Regions from separate parts of the Arachis hypogaea genome. Here region 1 is linked to region 2. Evidence: chromatin contacts called from public Hi-C data. All regions are on one chromosome and are shown on one strand. Each heading gives the region's core, a stretch centred on a gene start, on an enhancer-like site or on the middle of the called end of the contact. The rest is flanking DNA. Distances are from core to core; before and after follow the strand shown.

The links. A called contact is a pair of places that touch in the nucleus more often than the background predicts.
Region 1: a contact with region 2 is called in a Hi-C map of leaf, with 2.5 times the contacts expected there. The contact joins the enhancer-like site here to the promoter of LOC112708333 in region 2. A contact is called at or near these places in 5 of 8 Hi-C or Micro-C datasets (leaf and an unstated tissue).

Annotation. Positions count from the first base shown.
Region 1 is chr8:12,688,998-12,695,017 of arahy.Tifrunner.gnm2.J5K5, reverse strand. No RefSeq gene overlaps it. Among protein-coding and RNA genes, the nearest start is that of LOC112706158, 12 kb to the right of the region's middle. Within about 2 kb of position 2,712, at least 3 of the 3 cell types and tissues checked have open chromatin away from gene starts, as enhancers often do.
Region 2 is chr8:12,651,050-12,656,920 of arahy.Tifrunner.gnm2.J5K5, reverse strand. It overlaps LOC112708333, which reads left to right and starts at 2,221. Exons shown (of 5, transcript XM_025760507.3): 1 at 2,221-2,313; 2 at 2,400-2,586; 3 at 3,459-3,665; 4 at 4,729-4,920; 5 at 5,008-5,388. The coding sequence starts at 2,231. The coding sequence ends at 5,169.

The DNA.
Region 1 (6,020 bases), core at 1,463-3,962, 38 kb before region 2:
GAGGCTGAGGGTGAAATAACAAATTACCTATGAAATTGTTCCGATAGAAACGTAGAGCTCGACGCGGTGAACGCGTGACTGCAAACGGGACGGCGATCGGAGCTCGGACGGAAAAATTACGGGAGTTGGAAGTTAACGTAAGGGTTTGGCGTCCTTTCTTTCCTCTCCCCTGATGTTCTTCGACCCTGCCAGAGTGGGGAGAAGGACGTGGATTTACTTAAAAGGCTGCTGCGGTTGGGCCCACGGCTCAGTTTGGGCCCGGTTCAACCGGTTCGGTCCGTTCGGTTCAATCTGAGACCGATTTCTTCGAAATTAATGTCAAAATTCTCTTTTCGATGAGCTCTATCTTAATTTGATATAATATTCGTATTTCTAATTTTTCTTATTAAAAACTAATTTATTGACTAATTATCTTCTAATTTATCGGAGTTTACACATATTCTTCCTATTTGGCCTCCAATCTTCCTAAGAATTTTTTCATTGTAGAGCTCTATAGGTAGTCCTGAAAGTTTTATCTATGTTGTGATCTTATCAACGGTGGTTAGGAGAGGGTTGAAATTGGGTTCCCAAAGCCTTATCGCTAAGTAGTGATCATATATCTTCCATGGTCTTTTTAAAAGAGAAAAATCCAAGTCTTCTTGAGAATAAAACTTGACTCAGTAAAATTCATTCCTAAGGTTTATAAAATCGAGCTCAGGCAACTTTTTCCACAGATTTTCAATCCTCCTCTTGATCACTGTATAACCGATTTTCCTTCCTATGAGTTTAACAATTTGGGTCTCCACAATGTTTTTCATAGTTCCTGTTGGCTTCCTCATTTATAACTATGTTGAATAGCCCCTGACCCATATCTTCTACTGTAATTTCTGCTTTACTATTTTCTTTTTTCTGCTCCTCTATTTCATTATCCATATTTCCTATTTCAAGTACAGCTTTCTTGTCCTTCTCCTCCTCTTCGGAATCTAGGGTTTCATCTTCCGACTCTAGCGCTTCACCGGTCACCATATTAGCATAAGTCTGATTCCGATTTTCTCATTCAGTTCTGCCAGTCACCATGTCAGCGTAGGTCCTATTGTGGCCTTCTCCTTCATTTTTGCCACTCCCGTTATCAATGTCAGTCTTGTTTGCCAACTTCTTTTTCATTTCCTTGCATCCATTCCTCAATTCTTGGCACCAGAGTAGTGGTATCCAAGAAACCTTCTTCATCTTTCCACACATTCTTAACACTTCGTTGAAGTAAGTCTCGCTCCTGATTTGTTATTTCTTGTTTAGTTGGAGTTTCATCTTCGGTCATTTTGCCGATTGGGATACTAAAAAAATGTTAGAGACTACACAGTACGAAGAGAAAAAAATCGGCTAGTTTTTTGTTTTATTTCTATTTTTAAAAAATCTCTTAATAAAACAACAATTTTTTGCCTTTTTTTCTTTTATGTTTTTGTCTGGAGAACAATTTTCAATGCATCAATTATTTAACTTCTTTAGGTCTAATAGACAATAAATCAAAGAGCATTATTCCATTTTAAAATTTTGGTATACTAGAAATTGAAATAATTTTAGATATAATTCATGTACTCTATTAAATTATAAACATATCAGACACCAAAAAAAATATAAATGTATGAGAATTTTAAAATAAAAAATATTTAAATGAAGATAGTATATAGTATAGCATAGTACAGAAACTTGCCAATGAAAAAAAAACTGCATTCGCATGCACTAGTCATTAGTAGGGGTGTACATGGCTCGATCCGGTCCGAAGACATGGTGCGGATCTGAATATTTTAGGGGCTGATTTGGTGTGGTTTCAGCCGAGTTCAGGTCTGAAAAATAGACCTGATCATTATTTAGGGCTGGATTCGGTCAAGACGAACTCAAATTCACCCGACCCATGTGCACCTTAAGGGAACTAAAAAAGGTATATATATTTTAAATTAATTTTAATATTATGTTATATTAATTATAAGCTTGTTATTTTTTTTTAATCACACTTATTGAATTAGAAAATAGATCAAAGAATCATCAAATTAGAATTTATGGACAAATTCAAGTTCAAATATGGATATCAACTCGATAACAAGTTTCTTCTTTATAAATAAGTGTATCATAATTAAGTTTCTTTAAAGGCCCGGTTTTCACCCGATATAATTGTGGTCCAAAAATATTTCGTTTTTATCAAGTCTATGGTCGAATTACGGTCTAACAAATAGATTTAGTGTATATTTAAAGTCGAATTTAAATTAGGACAGTTTCATCCGGCCGATATACATCCCTAGTCACTAGGGGAGTGGGGGGTCTCACCGTCTCACTCTTCTTTTGTTTTTAATTTATGTTTTTCATTCTTTTTTTTTTTGGATGGGATGTTTTCCTAGTCTTGACTAGGAGACTCTTTCTTTTTAAAAAAAAAAAAATTGGTCTTTCAAAACTAAAGGTCTCATAATCAATAAAACTTCAGATCCATGGGCTTTTCTTTTGGTTCCATTCAGGATATATTGAATCAGTGATGACCCCAAACTGATGGGCTTTTCGGAAAGTAAGGAAAAGCTTTGAGGGAGTCAAACTTTTTGTGTGTTATTTTCTTTTTTGTCTAGGCCATGCTTCCAGTGTTTCTTTTTTGGGCCCGCCAACAGATTTTTACAGTATTGTCTTGGGCTGAAAATGGCCTAAGCCTAATCCAATCTCTAGAAAAACTCGCTTGAGTTAGTAGGAGGAGGTTTTCCCTGTACTATGACCCAAAAAAAGGGTTGAACGAAGCTTAGGCCTTAGCTTATGTGGAGCTCATAATATGATAATAACTTCAAGAACAAATCACCTTGGATGGTAAATTTACTAGTCCACTTAAATAAGTGTGGAAGGTTTAAATAAACATTTAAAGGTCTGTAAATAATTTAAATGTTGTTTATCTTATTCTAACAATAAATAATTTGGTTCTTTTTCTCCATTTTAATTGCCTTTAGTCATTATCAGCAATATACATCGCAGGAAGGCACCAGACTATATATTGTATTGTATTAGACATTTAGACTAGGACATGATATGAGGGCTTGCATGTTGCATTTTTTTTATTTTTTTTATTTGGATTCTCTAAATTTTAAATTTTACTTTAAAGGATAAAGTATGACTCTAATCATTTATTTCATAGGTAGAATCGAGAGAAAATATGAGAGAAAAATTATTTAAGGATGAGAGATCACATATTATTTTCTCAAATAAAAATTTAAAATTTAGAGGATCCAAATTCTTTTTTTAGTTCTCTTTTTTGGTTGAACAAAAACAAATCCTCGCTGAGGATCTTTTCACCCTGTTAATGACATCCTATCTTTGAATTGGACTATAAATGCAGTTGGCCCCGCTTCATTGATTGATAAAAGAAGATTAAAGTCATAAGGATAAGAAGATAGCAATTTACAAGAGAATAAAGAGATAAGAGGATTGAGTGTTTTCGTTAAAATAATCAGTGGTGTGAAATGTATAGTAAAGGGGGGGAAATATTAAAACCTATAGCTAGTAATCAGTGTGTGTTTTTTTAGGAACATCATCACTTATAATAAAGTGTTTATATCTTTCATACGATCTGTTGAAAAACAAGTGGTTATACTCTTATATTTGAAGAGAAAAGAATGGACTTGTTATATGGACAAGGGTTTTTTTTTTCTTAATGAGTTAGGGGTTAAAGTGAAAGAGCCTAAAATAACACAAATATTTAACACAAGAACAATATGAAAGCACTCACAATATAATATGGCAGCAATTATAACAAGCAAATATAGCAAGCAAAACAATAACAAGAACACACCGAAATTTTAACGTGAAAAATTCTCTCAATGTGAAAGGTAAAAACTACAGGTCGTCCATACCAACGAAATAGCTCCACTATAATCAAATGAAGTACAAGAGAGTCTCAAACATAACACAAAAACGTGCATATAGCCAGCCAAATCATCAAAGTACCAAAGCTTAAATATAAGAAGCAAGAAGATGAAAAATACCTAAAAAACAAAGCTGCTGTCGAAGCCAATTTCTCTCTTTGCATATCTCCAAATAACATCTCCACCATTCAGAATGAAGAACAGAATGTGAAGAATCTACAGTTCAAATTTCACGTCAATCCAACGATGTAAAAATGAGAAACTGCCATTCAAAGATTGCTACTCTGTGTAAAAATGGGAAACCTAATTTCTCTCTTGCTAAGCCAATTTCTCTCACTGAAAATATCCAATCAACATCTCCACCAACCAAAATGAAGAACAAGATGATAGAAACACGCAGTTTAAATTTTAATCTAATCCAACGGTGAAAAAATGAGAAACTGCCATTTGAAATTTACTGCTTTACATAAAAACGAGAATTATGTTTTTCCTCTTCTTTCTCTCTTTGGTGGCTACACTCTCTACCTCTCAATAACTGCAAAATATATATTAAAATTGTAACACTAGGGTGCAAGAATACATCCCCAAAAATTTGGACTTGGGCCTCAAAAAGAGAGAAAAAATCTAACACAAAGACCGCAAGCAAGGAAGAAAAACAAGAAATAACCACCCAGATTAAGAACTTTTAGGACGCAAAAAGTCAAAACAGTCTAAATCTAAAGCTAAGTTAATATCGGAAGGAGGCACATAAAAAATGTGTAGGTTAAAAGAAAAGGGTCTGTCTCTTTTTAGCAAGCGTATCTACAACATAATTTGTCTCTATAAGAGTATGTGATCATCCGGAGACATTAAGTCGTTAGACATGAGTGTTGATATCAGCAAGAATCGGTGCACAAGGATGAGTCTGTTTCAATAACAACTCGGTTGAAATTGTTTGCCACAGCAATCGGGAGACTGCGCACAATCTCCCACAATTCCACCTGCATAATACGACTGCCCAAGTTAGAAGCAAAACCAATGATATACCTTTTCAAGTGATCTCTAAAAACTCCACCGCACGTCGCACTATTCTAGTCAAAGAAAAAAGAGCCATCAACATTTAGCTTAATTTCATTCTCATGAGGAGGGAGCCAACGATTAAGAATATTTGAAGTTGGAGTATTATGCTTCTGCCTCCAATGCACATTCATGTAAATATTCCTCATGCATAGTCTTAATCTGGATAAAAGCTGTAGCGGAAGAAATCAACCTATCTTAAAAAATGAGCTTGTTGTGGTAAAACCAAAGATGAGATGGTTCATCATATCTAAACTCAGAAACTGGCGAAATTGATCATCAATCATGAGGTTTTGCCATATGTTTTTCGCAAAAAATCAATCTCGAATGACATGGAGAGTGGATTCAGCATCGTTTCTACATGGAAACATCGATCATCATTAGTAAGATGGCGTCTCTTTCTTTTGGCATTTGTAAGAATGGACAAGGTTTAGTGACCGATAATATGAAATATCCAATTATGTGTTCAATAAAATTTAACGGATAATAATTAAAAACTATAAAAAAAATAAATAAATAAAGACGTTACCAAATTATGAGATTAAAATCGTAAAACGACTATATCATAACGTCTCAAAAATATTTTAAATGAAAACACTTAAAGTAAACACTCAATTTTGACTAACGCCTAAAAATACTCACTAACTTAAGTCGGAGTGTTTTTGCTCGAATCGCATTATCAGGCCCAAACAAGACTATGGTCCAATTTGGATAAATAATATAATTAAGTTCATTTTAAAAAAAAATAACTTAAACAATAAATGTTTATATTAAAATTAACTTATAAATAAGTTATTTTGTATTTGGTTTTTTAGTTCTAAAAGTGCTTATTTTAAAAGAAATGTGACAAAAAAAATTATTATGAGAGAAGTTATTTTTTTAACTTCTCTATAAACACTTAAAATTTTTTTTAGAAAACTATAATTTAATTTTAAAAATTATACCAGATATTAATATTACTACTTTTTATAAGTTAAAAACTCAAAAAATAACTTTTGAAGCTTCTACAAAATTAAAAATTTAACGTTAAAACATGTCATTTAATTTAATTATCAAAACTATTCTTTTCGAGACTGATTTTTATAAGCAAAACAATTT
Region 2 (5,871 bases), core at 972-3,471:
ATATTTATAAAGTACCAATTGTATTGGATTATATTTATATCTCTTAGTTAAGTCAAGAATTCATTCTCGTCTTTTTTTTTTTTCATATTTTTTAAAAAATTAGATGAGATGAAACAGAATCATAAATTTTATAAAGTGATTAAGATGACCATGCCAAGTAATATAACTAGAAAGGAAATTTTGACACCCACCATTTTCCCAATAATATATTGATAGTCATAGTTTTGCCATATCACCAATATTTTCCCAACTACATATGCATGTACCCTACTAGTTCTTTTTTTGAGAAAATTTTACCCATTTTTTAGAGATGTTAAAATAATATTTTCTTTTTTTTTATTTGTAAAAAATATATATTTTTTTGTATAACTTTCAAAAAATCTCATCTTTAATTTATTTTAAATTTTATTTTTGTATTAATTAATGTTAACTTTATTTATTTTTTAAAAAAATTAATTTATTTTTTACAAAAATACTCTTTACCAAAAATTTTATTTCGTTGTCATTAAATTTTACTCACCAAAATATCTTTTAATAAATTATTTTTTCTAAGATATCCTTCAATAATTTTTTAATTATTAAATTATGATTTTATCAAAATTTTATTAACAATTATAGTTATATTTTATTACTAATTTTTCGATATCAATATATATTATTTTAACATTAAATAAAAAAAAATCTTAGTAAGATTATTTTCAGATATCAATATATATTAATTGTTATACATATTAATAGTGGCAAGATTTTTTTATTTAATGTTAAAATAATATATATTGATATCAGAAAATTAATAGTAAAATATAAAAATAATTGTTAACGAAATTTTTGGTAAAATCACAATTTAATAATTAAAAAATTATTGAAGGGTATCTTAGAAAATAATAATTTAATTATTAAATTATTTTAAAAAATATTTTAATAAAAATATAATTTAATTAACAAAAAAAACTTATTAATTAAAAGATATTTTGGTAAGCAAAATTTAATAAAAAAAGTAAAATTTTTGTTAAATAATATTTTTGTAAAAAATAATTTTTTTTAAAAAAATAGATAAAATTAATATTAGTTAATTCAATAAATTTAAAATGAATTAAAGAAGAAGTTTTTTAAAAGTTATAAAAGAGGAGAATGTATATTTTATAAATAAAAGAGAAAAAAAGTATTATTTTAACATCTCTTAGGCGAGAAGAGTGGAATTTTCTCTTATTTTTATGATAATTTTTCTTTTGACCATTTTCTAAGCTATATATATTGCATTAATTGATAAAAGTTGCTTTTCGGTGAAAATGAAGCAAAAATTGAAAAAGAAAAAGACGATATTCTAGAGTTGTACCACAGCCTATAGGCCATAAAGTGGATAACATAAAGTTACATGTAGCTATTGTAGCATGGTAGTAACCCTAGTACAAACAAAACTACTTTAATTTGGTGCTATCTCCTTTGCCTTGCTTTTCTATGTTGTTAAGAGTATTGATGATTGTTGCCACAGAAATTATAAACATAATGCATTGTTGATATGAAAGGAGTGTATTAAGATCCCATAAAAGGTGCACAGATTTTCCGAATGTGGCAATTTGGAACCCTTTGGTAGCTGAAGGGGTATGTCGTATTTAAAGAAACAATAATTTGGACAGTTCTTCTCTCCTAATTCTCTGATTTGATATTCTGCTAGCCCTATAAATGAGCCACCATATTTGATATTTGGAGTAATAAGATAAGTAAATTTAGTACAATTTTTTTTGGGTTGCACTAAAGAACATTTGTGATATACCAAAATTAAAAATAAAGGAATCACATAAACTTTACACTTTCATCGCAACTAAATTGAATAATAAACATCTTTAGTAGTAAAAATTCTCAACAACTAACCCCCATATATAGTTCTGCGGCTAGGAGCTATAGCTAGGATGCAGTTGAAGAAGGAGAAGATGTAACCCGACTAATGAATATATATATATATATATATATATATAGTTCTTTGTTCTACTCAACCTCGATCATAAATGCTTGTGTCCGAAGTTGTGCAAGTGTAACAATGCTGCGTTCAATTTAGCTACTTATTATTAGCTTTTTAATAATGGATGAAATTTTTTGCCAACTTGATGTAATAATTAAGAATTGAATATGTGCATGGAAAATTAGTTGAATGTGATGCTCTATATATATACGTGGCAAGCGATGTAAATTGTTATGTCTTGATTCTATAAAGAATATTCATCACAGAACAATGTGTATAGCTTTGTTTCTTTGGCAAGCACATCCACTCTACCCATTTTTTCTTTTGAGCAACAGAGATGAGTACCATAATAGGCAAGTTTAATTAATTTGGTTTCTTCTTTTATGGAATTGCATATATTATATATTGTTTTACTTATGGATATATGAATGTGATGAAGGCCTACAAAGGCAGTGTCATGGTGGGAAGATTGTGATGATATTGTTGGAGGAAGAGACGAGATAGCAATGGGGACATGGTTGGCTTGTTCAAGAGAAGGAAGAGTAGCTTTTCTTACCAATGTTTTGGAACTCCATACCCTCCCTGAAGCCAAAAGCAGAGGAGAGTTACCCCTCCTATTTCTAAAGGTGAAGACTCATGTATACACGCATGCGCACGCACATGTATATATATTATAAAACTATTTTATTTTAATTTTTATTTTTAGATTATAAATTTTAAATTTATCTTTTAAACTTTAAGTTTTAATTTTAAATCTTTTAGAAAAAATTGATGGCTAAAGATATAATTTTACAAAGAAGTAAAAAAATTGGCTAGGTTAGTTAAAATTGGGTTTCCTATATTTGTTCATAAAATTTATATATGATTTATAGAGATTGAATATTGCAAAGCTATTGTCTCTTTATTTTTTAAATGAAATTTTGATACTTAGACATTCGCTAATAATAATATTTTTCAGTTGTGCATGTAATAATAATCATTTTGTTATTGTTTTGTATTTTAAGTAATGGTAAGTTTGTTGTTTATTGACTCCTAGCATATTATTACTTAATTGTTTAGTTATTTTATTAGTTTCTATAGTTTTATTAAATTTATAATTAAATTTTTATATTTTTTTAATTGAATTTTTATATTATTTTTAATTTTATAATTAAATTATTTTTATGTCAAAAATATTTAAATTAATAGAATATTTCTTTTAAAAAATAGTTAAAGATCTAGTTAGGTTTTTAATTGTGGGTACTTCTAATTTACAAAAAAATATTTTGTTAACTTTAACATGTTTTATATAGATAAGAACCTAATTAAAAAATTAAAAGTAATATAAGGACTAATTAAAAGAAAAAAAAGAATCTAATTATAAATATAATAAAACTATAAAAACAACTAAAGTAATTAAATTTTTTTAATTATGGAAACTAATTAATCACCTGCATCCACGTTTTTATCAATGAAGTTTTTTTTTTTTTTTGTCAATGAACAATTTAATTTTTAGCAGAGTGGAAAGCATCCACAGGAATTTGCAGAAAGCCTGAAAAGAGAGGCTCACTATTACAATGGGTTCAACTTGATTGTGGCTGATATTAGCACCAAATCAATGATGTACATCTCAAATAGGCCCAAAGGACAGCCCATAACCATTCAAGAGGTTCCTTCAGGCCTCCATGTTCTCTCAAACGACAAATTAGACTCACCATGGCATAAGGTTAGTGGTATATTATATAGCCGGTGCTTAATTTAATCATTACATGCAAGCAGGGAGGGATCCAGAAAGTTTAGTGTGGAGGGGCAAATTTTAAATAATTTTTTTATTTGATAAAAATAATTAACATATAGTTATTAGAGTTAGTTTTTCAAAAAATTTATCAATATATATATATATATATATAATTATAAATTTTTTTCAAAATTTTATTTTTAATATGATAGTTATATAAAAAATATAACAATATTAATAATACATTATAAAATTATAAAGTACCAATAATTTATAGCGTGTTTAGTTAAAAATAATCATATATCTTATTAATTAAAATTAATTATTTTAAAAAATTTTAAAAATTTAAAAATAAATGATAAATTATTAATTATTTGAAAGACACAATACCTTTATAGAATACAAGATATAAGATATTTTTATAAAAGTTTTTCTTTTAACAACATAAATTTAGAAGAAAAATAAATATTTTTTATAAGAAAAAAATATCTAAAGTACATAATATGATTACCAAAATATAACTACGTAAGTTATTATTAATATAATAATAATATAAATTTTAAATATGTTAATATAAAATAAACAAATAATTTTTTTAAATAAATATAAAGATTATTATATAAAAACTAATTTGAAAATTACAATGACTTGAGGGTATGATATTAAATTAGTTAAGTTAAAGTTATTAGTGAATTAAACAATTAAGACATAAATCTATCACATAATAAAAAATAATACATATGAAAATACTAAATTATATAATATTTTTTATTTTTTTAAATACATATCCATATATAAATATAGTTTTTAAAAATTTTGAAGGGGGCGAGGTCACTACTTGCCCCCTCTAAGTCTGTCCCTGCATGCAAGACGGTTCAAATCAATGAATTATAATTCTCACTTAGAAATTTTGGGTTCGAATCTTTCTTCTAACTTTGGAAAAAAAATTACACCGATATAATTCTAAGAAATTATTTAGTTTCCAAAAAATATTTTCATCAAATTACACAAACACAAAAAAACACAGTAATATATATATATTTTTTTCCAGGCTAAGCGACTTGAATCGAATTTCAAAAAAGAAATAGCAAAATATGGTAAAGAAGAAATACCTGCAAAGGAGGTAATTGAAAATGTGATGAAGGACAGAGTGAAAGCAGAGAAAAGTGTACTACCTCACATATGCTCTCTTGAGTGGGAATACAATCTTAGCTCCATCTTTGTTGAAGTAGATACTCCACTGGTAATAATAAATTAATCTTTCAAAAGCAAATAATTTTTAGTTGACTTTGACTTGGTAAGTTTCCAATGAAATCATCATATTGTGTAGGGTTTATATGGTACTAGGAGTAGCGCTGCCTTAAGCATCAGATCAAGTGGGGAAGTGAGTTTTTATGAGATTTATCTCGATGACAACAAGTGGAAGGAGCATGTTATTGATTTCTTTATCCCTCAAAAGACCATGTGTCCAAGGCAATTCATTAAATCATAGATCATTTCTTATTTTTAATTTCTAGCTTTCCAATTGCAAAATGTGTTTGTCCATTCTTGTATGTGGAGGTATCAATATTAGTTGATCTTTTTTCTTTCATATCTATTTAGCTGCATGCTTCAACGAGCATAAATTCTTGTGTGTAATTGTATGATTATTAAATAATGAAAACTAGCATTTTTTTTTTTTTGTATATGAAAACTAGCATTTTATGTATGTAATCAATCAAAAATGATCTCCGCCATATCAGAATTTGGTGGGCTTCAGTTCCACTAAAATCTATGAGGTTTTATTTTTTGGAAAGGATTTGGACTAGGTTAGGTCGAAAGACCCCCGATAAACACCCACAACCAAACAGACTACCTCGACCTGGTTCCTGTTGTAACTTGACGTGGACTTTGGATTTTTTTAAATAAATAAAATGAATACTAAATTTACACTTAAATATATGTATGGATAAATTTATGTTAATATATTTTATTATATATCTCGTCTGCCATATACGAGACATGCAAGAAATTATTAATAATATTTTTAGTCTGCAGATAAGATTAGACAGTACGATACTTTTGAACGTATTTCGTCTATAACAAAAACGAAATACGTTTATAATAATTTTGTCTTTGCTGAGGAATGAGATATATGTCTAAAATTTTTTTAATATTTTAATTAATACAATATATTAGTACAAATCAAACTTCT